Regions from separate parts of the Mus musculus genome. Here region 1 is linked to region 2. Evidence: chromatin contacts called from public HiChIP or PLAC-seq data. All regions are on one chromosome and are shown on one strand. Each heading gives the region's core, a stretch centred on a gene start, on an enhancer-like site or on the middle of the called end of the contact. The rest is flanking DNA. Distances are from core to core; before and after follow the strand shown. Region 1 overlaps Lrba (LPS-responsive beige-like anchor). Region 2 holds the start of Cd1d1 (CD1d1 antigen).

The links. HiChIP or PLAC-seq counts read pairs in DNA pulled down with a chosen protein or histone mark.
Region 1: a contact with region 2 is called in an H3K4me3 HiChIP or PLAC-seq map of bone marrow-derived macrophages, with 3 times the contacts expected there. The contact joins the enhancer-like site here to the promoter of Cd1d1 in region 2. A contact is called at or near these places in 5 of 39 promoter capture datasets (3T3-L1-derived adipocytes, cranial neural crest, embryonic stem cells and 2 more), 6 of 115 datasets of contacts at active chromatin or transcription factors (bone marrow-derived macrophages, craniofacial prominence, embryonic basal ganglia and 3 more) and 2 of 9 other capture datasets (adipose tissue and pancreatic islet).

What each region holds. Positions count from the first base shown.
Region 1 is chr3:86,757,861-86,761,990 of GRCm38.p6, forward strand. The region is part of intron 53 of Lrba (LPS-responsive beige-like anchor); the gene reads left to right. Among named protein-coding and RNA genes, the nearest start is that of Gm52625, 9.7 kb to the left of the region's middle. Within about 2 kb of position 1,256, at least 44 of the 459 cell types and tissues checked have an H3K27ac peak or open chromatin away from gene starts, as enhancers often do. A contact at or near this core is called in bone marrow-derived macrophages, where this site is marked.
Region 2 is chr3:86,996,935-87,000,707 of GRCm38.p6, forward strand. Cd1d1 (CD1d1 antigen) reads right to left here and starts at 2,395. Exons shown (of 6, transcript NM_007639.4): 1 at 2,258-2,395; 2 at 1,699-1,971; 3 at 1,138-1,416; 4 at 404-682. The coding sequence starts at 2,318.

The sequences.
Region 1 (4,130 bases), core at 6-2,505, 240 kb before region 2:
TCCGGAAATCTACAACTTTATAATACTTTCATTTACATATTAAAAGATAAAACAGGTCATAAAAGGCCAATATGGAAGATTCAAATCGGCTCCTGGCTTTTCAGATGGGAAATGGAAATGTTCACCAACAGCATTAAATTCCTTCAGAAACTGCTGAAGGCAGTAAAACAACAACAAAAAAATGTGTAACCATTTAAAATTGTAATTCACAGAAGGCAAAAAAGGAAACAGCCACCATTAAAATCAACCGCACACAGCTGCAGTCAAGAGATGGCTTTAAAAAACACATTAAGAAGTAGGAAAAACAATTAAAGGGACCACCTGAAAAATGAGAATTTAATTAAAATGATTATGACAACAGAGAAGAGTTCCTGTAAGAATAGCTATAGATTTCTATCTCATAAGGTAGACTCTGTGACTGTTCTTAAATATTTACCGTGTTTTAATTGAGAGCTGCTTGCAGTGTATTTGGCTAAGGAAAGCTCATGTTATTACCTGAATACTGCACCTTGTCTGGGTGTAAATGTATTTCACCTTGTCACATTTTCGATTGACTTCTCTGGGTTGTGAAAAAAATGGGTAGTACTTGTGTGACAGTGAACACTTTGTTCAAAAAATGCTAATATTTATTTCGTAAAATGCAAAGTTTTTTTAAAGCTATTTTTTTTCTTTTTATGCACTTGAGAGATTTTTGCATTAGATCACAAACATTGTATTCAGTTAATATCTAATGGACCTATTTCTGACTTTAATCAAAGATAATCTTATATGTGAATAGAATAGAAAAAAGTTAAAGTTCTGATACTGTGGGCAATCCAGTCTCAGCGGTCAGAGTGAGCTGTAGTGTGTGTTTGTACTTTGGGGAAGTGTGCTTTGTGCACATCTCTGACTTACACAGACAACTCTGCTTTATATATAATTACAATTAACGTAAAAGGATAGAACACTCGGGGGCTTGGATTTTCTAAATATATACTATGACCCTTTGATTGCTGTGGTGGCCTCTGATGCCTCTCCCGTCCTGGCCTCCTAGATTGAGTGACTACTTTCAGTTTCTCTTTTCCTGTTTTTCTAAATATAAGAGTAATTATATCAGGCAAACCTAAATTTGGTAATACATAAATCTACCAGTTTGTTATTTGTCTCTCAAAGAATTTAGGAAAGCCTTTTTCTTGCCTTACAACGTTTTGTGCATGTATAGCAGTTTGTACCCACGAAGACAGATATGTGAGTCTTTGTTTTTCACTCATCGTGATTACCTTCTCTATGATACGCAGTTTCCAGCCTTGTGTATTCTGAGAAACAGCTAAAGCCCTACTGGCTATTCCTGCATGGAACTGTATAGCATTTCAGAGATTTAATTATGTTTTAAAATTAGAAAACTTTAGATTTTCAGAGTATTTTATATCTACTTACACATTAAATGATATATGCATGTATTTAAATATGTTGTTTATTTAAGTACCTTACAAATTGCCCTAGAGATGGTTTTTGTATGTATGTCATTTAAATAGTGAATCAAGAAGGAGTGATCAAACACTGAGATTCACTGTAAGAGAAATCTAAGTTCCTGGCTCTGCTGTGCCTCCCCCCCCCCTTTCTCTCTCTCTCTCTTCTCTCTCTCTCTCCCTCTCTCTCTCTCTCTCCCTCTCTCTTGTCTGTAAAATAAAGCAATGGTAGGAACTGTTATCAGAGGCACAAGGTGTTCAGCAGACATAAATCACTTCACAGACTCCATCTTGGCTACATATTAAAATGTTGCATGCAATGTCCACCATTCTCTCGTCTGAAACATGGTGGGCAGTAACACCTAGAAATGTACACAATGAAGAAGAGAAAAAAACAGAAACACAGAACATCTAATACAATTTTCAGAAAACTGTAATGTATTTTGAATAACTTATATTACCTCATCTTTTCTGGCCCTTTTATAATATCTGATGCTCCAATTCAATTTCACTTTACCTTTGAAGAACGAGTCTGTAAGAAAGACAAACAGGTACTTTTTCTTACTCTGAGAATTTATACACATTAGGGAAAAAGATTAAAAAGCCAATCTAAGCTTTTAAAAACAAATAGCAGACAGTCTCAACTGGTTCAGTTCTCTGATCCTCTGGCACAGCGAAAGCTGTGAGCAGCCACTGAAGGCTGAAGCCGATGCCTCAGATGAGCGAGCGTCCAGACTCCTGCCTCCGCTATGTCTCAAAGCGACAGGAAGACCCCTGAGAACGGCCACATGCTGGCATGCACACACTTGTAGGATGGCTGGTAAATACACAGGAGTACTTTAACCTCAATATTTTTATTACATGAAAGGAAACAAAAAAAGAGGTGGAGAGCATCCTATTGCTTTTTTCTGCATTTTATAGTTCCTAGGTTCAGCAATTTAATTTTATTTTAAATTCTAAAATTACAAGAAGAGTTAGTGATTTTACTTGCAAGGATCATAAGCAAGAGCCAAATACCATTTTCTTCAAATCTAATAATTGTTGCTATATAGAGAGTTGGTAGCTGTGTAACTATTTTAACCTAATGTTATACAATGTTAATATGTGTATTAGTTGGATAAAAATCAGGGTAACTCAACTTGGATAAAACCTATAAATAGTATAATTTGGAGCTTTAAAAATGACTTGGATGTTTTATGAAACCTGTCTAGATCATGCAGCCAAAGGCTTGCTCTCCGCAGGCAGACAGGCCGTTTTTCACCTTTGGCTCTATTGTCTTGCGATGGTTATCTGCTGTGGAATGCAGCTTTCCAATAAGAAGGCTGAAAATAGTCTTCCACTTGGTTGTGGATGGTTTTTGTAACATTAACCAGGACCATTTCAACGAAAGGTGTTTTCTGCAGAAAGCTCCGCACCTTGTGAGCTCACCCCAGTCCGCTCTCTTAGGCCAAGATTCCTCCAGTGAAAGGTTTTCCCTTCAGAACAATGCAGGCCGGACCAGACCACCTCCTCCAAATTCTCAGAAAGTATGCTCCTTTGGTTCACTAAATTGGTATTTAAATTAAACACTTCCAACTTTGGCATGATTGTCCTTATACAAACAAGATGAAAACATACAACAGTTATTATTTATTCACTAATTTATATTACACTCATAAATCATAAACTGGGATTTAGAAACTAACCATGTATGCCACACTTTTAGGTTTCAAAGTAATTTTTCTTTACAGCCTCAGTCTATTAGCTTTTGGAACAAATGGTTGCCGAATGTGAGGGTGCTGCATAGATTTGTGTGTGTACTATTTCAGTAAAGTACTTTAACATTCTTGCATTCTGGTTTTGATTTGATGGAAAGGTGGCATTTTTTTTTTTCCTCTTTGCAATCAGACATGCTAATCTATGTCAGCTTTCTCCTTATGGGAATGGCGTCTATGGGGGGCTGGTATGGGTTATATAACAACAAGATTCTGTTCTTTAAGAATATTTCAGCACCGTTAATTAGAAAGAAGATTTTATTAGCCGTAAGGCTAGCACTAACAGACTGCAGAGCTGCTTTTAAAGTACTGTATGCTGGAGCTGCCCTGCGTTTCCTCTGTCTAAAACTTCATTCTGTTACACTCTCATCAATCACTTTAGTCATTACCGTAAATCCTATAGTTGTTAATTTTACCAGTATCACCCTAATGAGACATTCCTGCTATAATTAAAAATGAATTCTAACGTTAAGGCATTCTAAATTTTTTTTAATGAATTTAGAATGATCCTGCCCTATAACTATAAATACCACTGGCACACAGACTACTCATCACGTCTGTAAGAGAAGTGGCCTAGGAACACGCCCAGGTGTGAGTTATTTGCCAGGTGCCAGGCACTTGTGCTTATGCATATGTATATTTTATGCATGTATTTAGGAATCATGTCCTTTTTGTCATAAAGGCTAACATGTTTTACTAAAGCTACTGATAAATTCTTATTCTTTGTCTTGGCAAAACATAGGCAACTGTAGTGCAGTAAGACTCTCTGTAAGCAGGTAGCCTAGAGCACCATCTGCTGGACACATTTGGGGACATAAAGCTCTCTACTGGGAAAGGCAAGGCCTGGAAACATTGGTGTATTTTGCCTCTAATTGCCTGTGGTAGATTATTCAGGGGTCTCAACTGTTGGCATATGTAAAATGTGTTA
Region 2 (3,773 bases), core at 1,145-3,644:
AACGTCTTCATTCTTAAACTCAAAATAACAACACTTGCTTCAAAGCTAAGGGACAAGTGGAAGTAGGGGCAGCAAAATGTCCAGTGCTCACCCAGGACACGCCCAATATACTGCAGCTATGCCTTGGGCCTTGGGTCCTCTCTACTGGGGAATGGCTCTTCCCAAACTTCTTTATTTGCCACTGACCTCTGGATCTTGTCAGTTTCTGGGTCTTCTTTCTTCTTATACAGAGAACATCTTATCTCAAGTCTTTTGGGGTTTCTTTTTTATCTAGAATTCCCTCCTTCTAGCTCTTCTATAATAGTTAGGGGCTTCATTTCTGAATCTAGATCTGTTCAACTCCCGCTCCATGTTTGATGGCTGCCTCTGCTCACTGGCAACCCAGGCTCCAGTTCTTTCTTACCCCAGTAGAGGATGATATCCTGTCCTCCTAGGCTGCTGTGCTTCACCCTGCAGGCCAGGCCAGCTTCCTCTCCAGCCTCCACATCCAGGGTTGCTTGAAGATACCATGTCTCATCAGCATTTGGCAGGAAATCACCTCTGTGAGTACCCTGTTGCTCCTGGTCACCCCGCATCCACATCACCCACACAGGTTTTGGGTAGAAGCCAGAGACATGACACACCAGCTGCCTATGGCCATGTGCAGAGCTGGGGACACTGGACAACCAGGCCACTGGCTTCTCTGTACTCATCAAGAGAATAAGAAAAAAAATTTAAAGCAAGACATTTTATATTAGGGGCTCCAGGTCTCCAATCAAGTTCATGCTTCCCACAGGTCCACCTCTGGAGATGAAGTTGCCTATTAGTTTAATCCATTTGTCTCCCTCTGGCTAGGAAGACCATCCCTGATACTTCTACCCCCCTCCCTGATCTGAGTCTCCTGTAGCCCTCCTCTGTACTCTGGAACAATCTGAATTTCAGCTGGTACAGCCTGCCTCAAATATGGCATGGCTCAGTTTTCATCCCCAGTTTTATTTAACTCAATTTATAGAACCCAAGAGTGGCTGTCAGTGAGAAAATAAACCCCACAGGCCTTACTCATCTCTTCCTAGTCCTTGCCCTTCCTCTACAGCTGACAGTGATGTAAAAACCTAGATGGATCCAAGTGGAGAGCCAGGGTGAAAATAGCCAGCTGACCTTGCTTCTCTAGGTCTGACTTCCCTGCCTCTAGGAGACCACGGACAAATAGGGGGCAGGTGTCATTCAGGAGCATCTGCACGGTTGCACTTGTCCCTTGATCAGCGTTGAGCACTTTGATGGGCAAGTCTAACCAAGATGGGGCCCCTGGGACTGTCTGCCAGGACGTTCCCCAGAATCTCACGACATATTTTCCTTGAAATGCTACGTGTAAAAAGCTTTCCGAAGCATTCCCAGGGTACATTTCACAGCCCGCAGACAGCTGGATCTCAATGGGATCTGTAAGGAGGAGTAGGCAGAGACCAAAGAGTTCATGATTAAGGGATTTGGAAGAAAGGAATTGGTATGAAGATTATCGTTAAGTGCCAGTTGAGGAAAATGATCATGGTGCCCTAGAGCAGAAATGGGCTATTTTTAGAAGGGACAAGGGTTACTTTTAGACAGAAGTAAAACCATAAGGGTGGACAGAGAAGAGAAGCTATGCCCGATGCCCACAGTTATCCAGCTGGGGTCTGGATCACTCCTGCCCACTGGGTTCAGGGTTCCAACCCCTCCACTCACAGTCTTCTTTAGGTGACATCATTTTGACTAATTCCTGTATGTCCCTGGTAAAGCTGACTCGATAGACTTGAAACATATGCTGCAACTTCTCCCACTGCTGGTTACTCAACTTGCCCTGGGACCATGGCTTCGTGAAGCTGATGGTGGCTGAGTCATTACTCCAACGGTGAGTCTGCAGATCCCCCAGCCAGACCACGCTGTCTGTGCGGGACCAGCTTCTGTTTGCAAAGGAAGACATCTGCAGGCAGCGGAAGGTGTAATTCTTTTGCTGGGCTGGAAACAAAGGAAAAGGAAAGAACTTAGCGAGTGGGCTCAGTCTGAGGACAGACTGCAGTAGGAAAAAGCTCAGCTTTAGCTGCGCTTGCGGAAGGAAAGGCAGGCTCAGTGTAGTTCTGAACTGAGCTAAGCCCTGAGCCGCAGCCATACATTGCTCCTCCCACTGTTGTTGCAAGCCGGGAAGCCCACCTCCACCCGCCCACTACTGCACAGAGCTTGTAGCCAGCCTCTTTCTCCCTCCCTTCCTCCCTTCTCTAGATTGTGTGCGCTTTTACTCACTCACCTTCAGATTGTCCCCAGACCTGTAGGAATGCCCACAGCAACAGCCATGGTAGGTACCGCATAGCGCCAGAGTTCTACACAGCCCTCGGCTCCGACTTCTGCGCTTTACTCTGCTCCCGGACTGGTACACAAAGGCTCTGGGGTTTTTGGTGCAGAGCCAGCAAAACCCGGAAGGACGCGCAGGCACGATTGGTAAATTACTCTTTGACAAAGCCAAACCCCCTGGTAGTTGAGGGTTGGAGTGCAGCTTTACTCAGAACCGCTACGCAAACCACTTTTAAACAAAACAAAACAAAACAAAACAACAACAACAAAAATGTCTTTCCGTTATACTAAAGAATGAGGTTGAGACTATCGTCTCAATATCGAAAGCAAGACAAAATTGTATTTCGGTTACAACTCCGATGGTATTAAAAATGCAAGGGGAAAAATAGAAGGGACGTTTTGGTCTAGCTAGCAGGGGCTGTCTGCAGGTGCTCCATTTACAAGTTTGGATCCTCCCAGATATCTATAAATATCACATTAAAATAATGATAATGATAATAATAGATGTGATTCTTCTAGTGGTTCATTGAGAGGATAGGACTAGGCGGGTTAAGTTCCTTCATAGCTTTCGTATGCCCACAGTTTCCCATGTCAGATTCTTTTTCCCCTTACCCTGGTTTCTTTTCTCCCTTGCCTTACCTGCCCTCTGGCTGTCCCCGACTCCATTTTGGGAGAGTACAGGCATATTTTATTTTTAGTTTTTATTTTGTTCTGTATATTGTACTGTCATGATTTGCGAAAATCGAAGACTTGTGTCAGTCTGATGTGAGGAAAAGCCAAAAGTGACGAGATGTGCCCCCTCGAAGCGCTTCAGCACAGCGAAAACACGGGCCATACACCTGCAGACAGATGTCTTTCCCACTCACTCGCAAATACCGAACCTCTTGTTTTTGAGAACAGAGGTAAGATTACAGGGCGCGCCTGTGAGTTTGTAGGGCCATTCCCAACTTCTCACGCTTAAAACAAGTAGTGACAAAAACAGTTGCTCAAAATTTCAGTTACTGTGAGAAAGGAGAAGTCATCCTTGGTAAATCGTACTCCTGCAGCAAGCATCCTGATACCATCTTCCTCGTTCCTTTTTAGTCACCCCGTTGTATGCTTTGCTCTGTCTTTTTGCCTTGTCTCCTAAGTAGGCCTCTTCTCTATGTCTCTACCCTTAACATAACCGCAACCTTCTGCTTCAACTATATGAAATACCTTCCACGAGGTAGGAAAAAACCCCATCATTGATCGGTATAGCCTCTAGGATCATTCTGCCCATGCTCTGGCTTGCCTTGGAGCATCGTTTGGGACCCTACTCTAAGTCTCACATGCTTTCGTCCCTTAGATACAGCTTCTTCCTCAGATCTCTGCACAAATAGACCCCTTGGGGACCTCTGACCTCCAAGCGCCTGCCTAGTGTCCACTCAGACTTCAAACTCCAATGTAATTTTCTCAGAGAGCCTCCTCAAGCTTCCCAGACAGTGTGAATA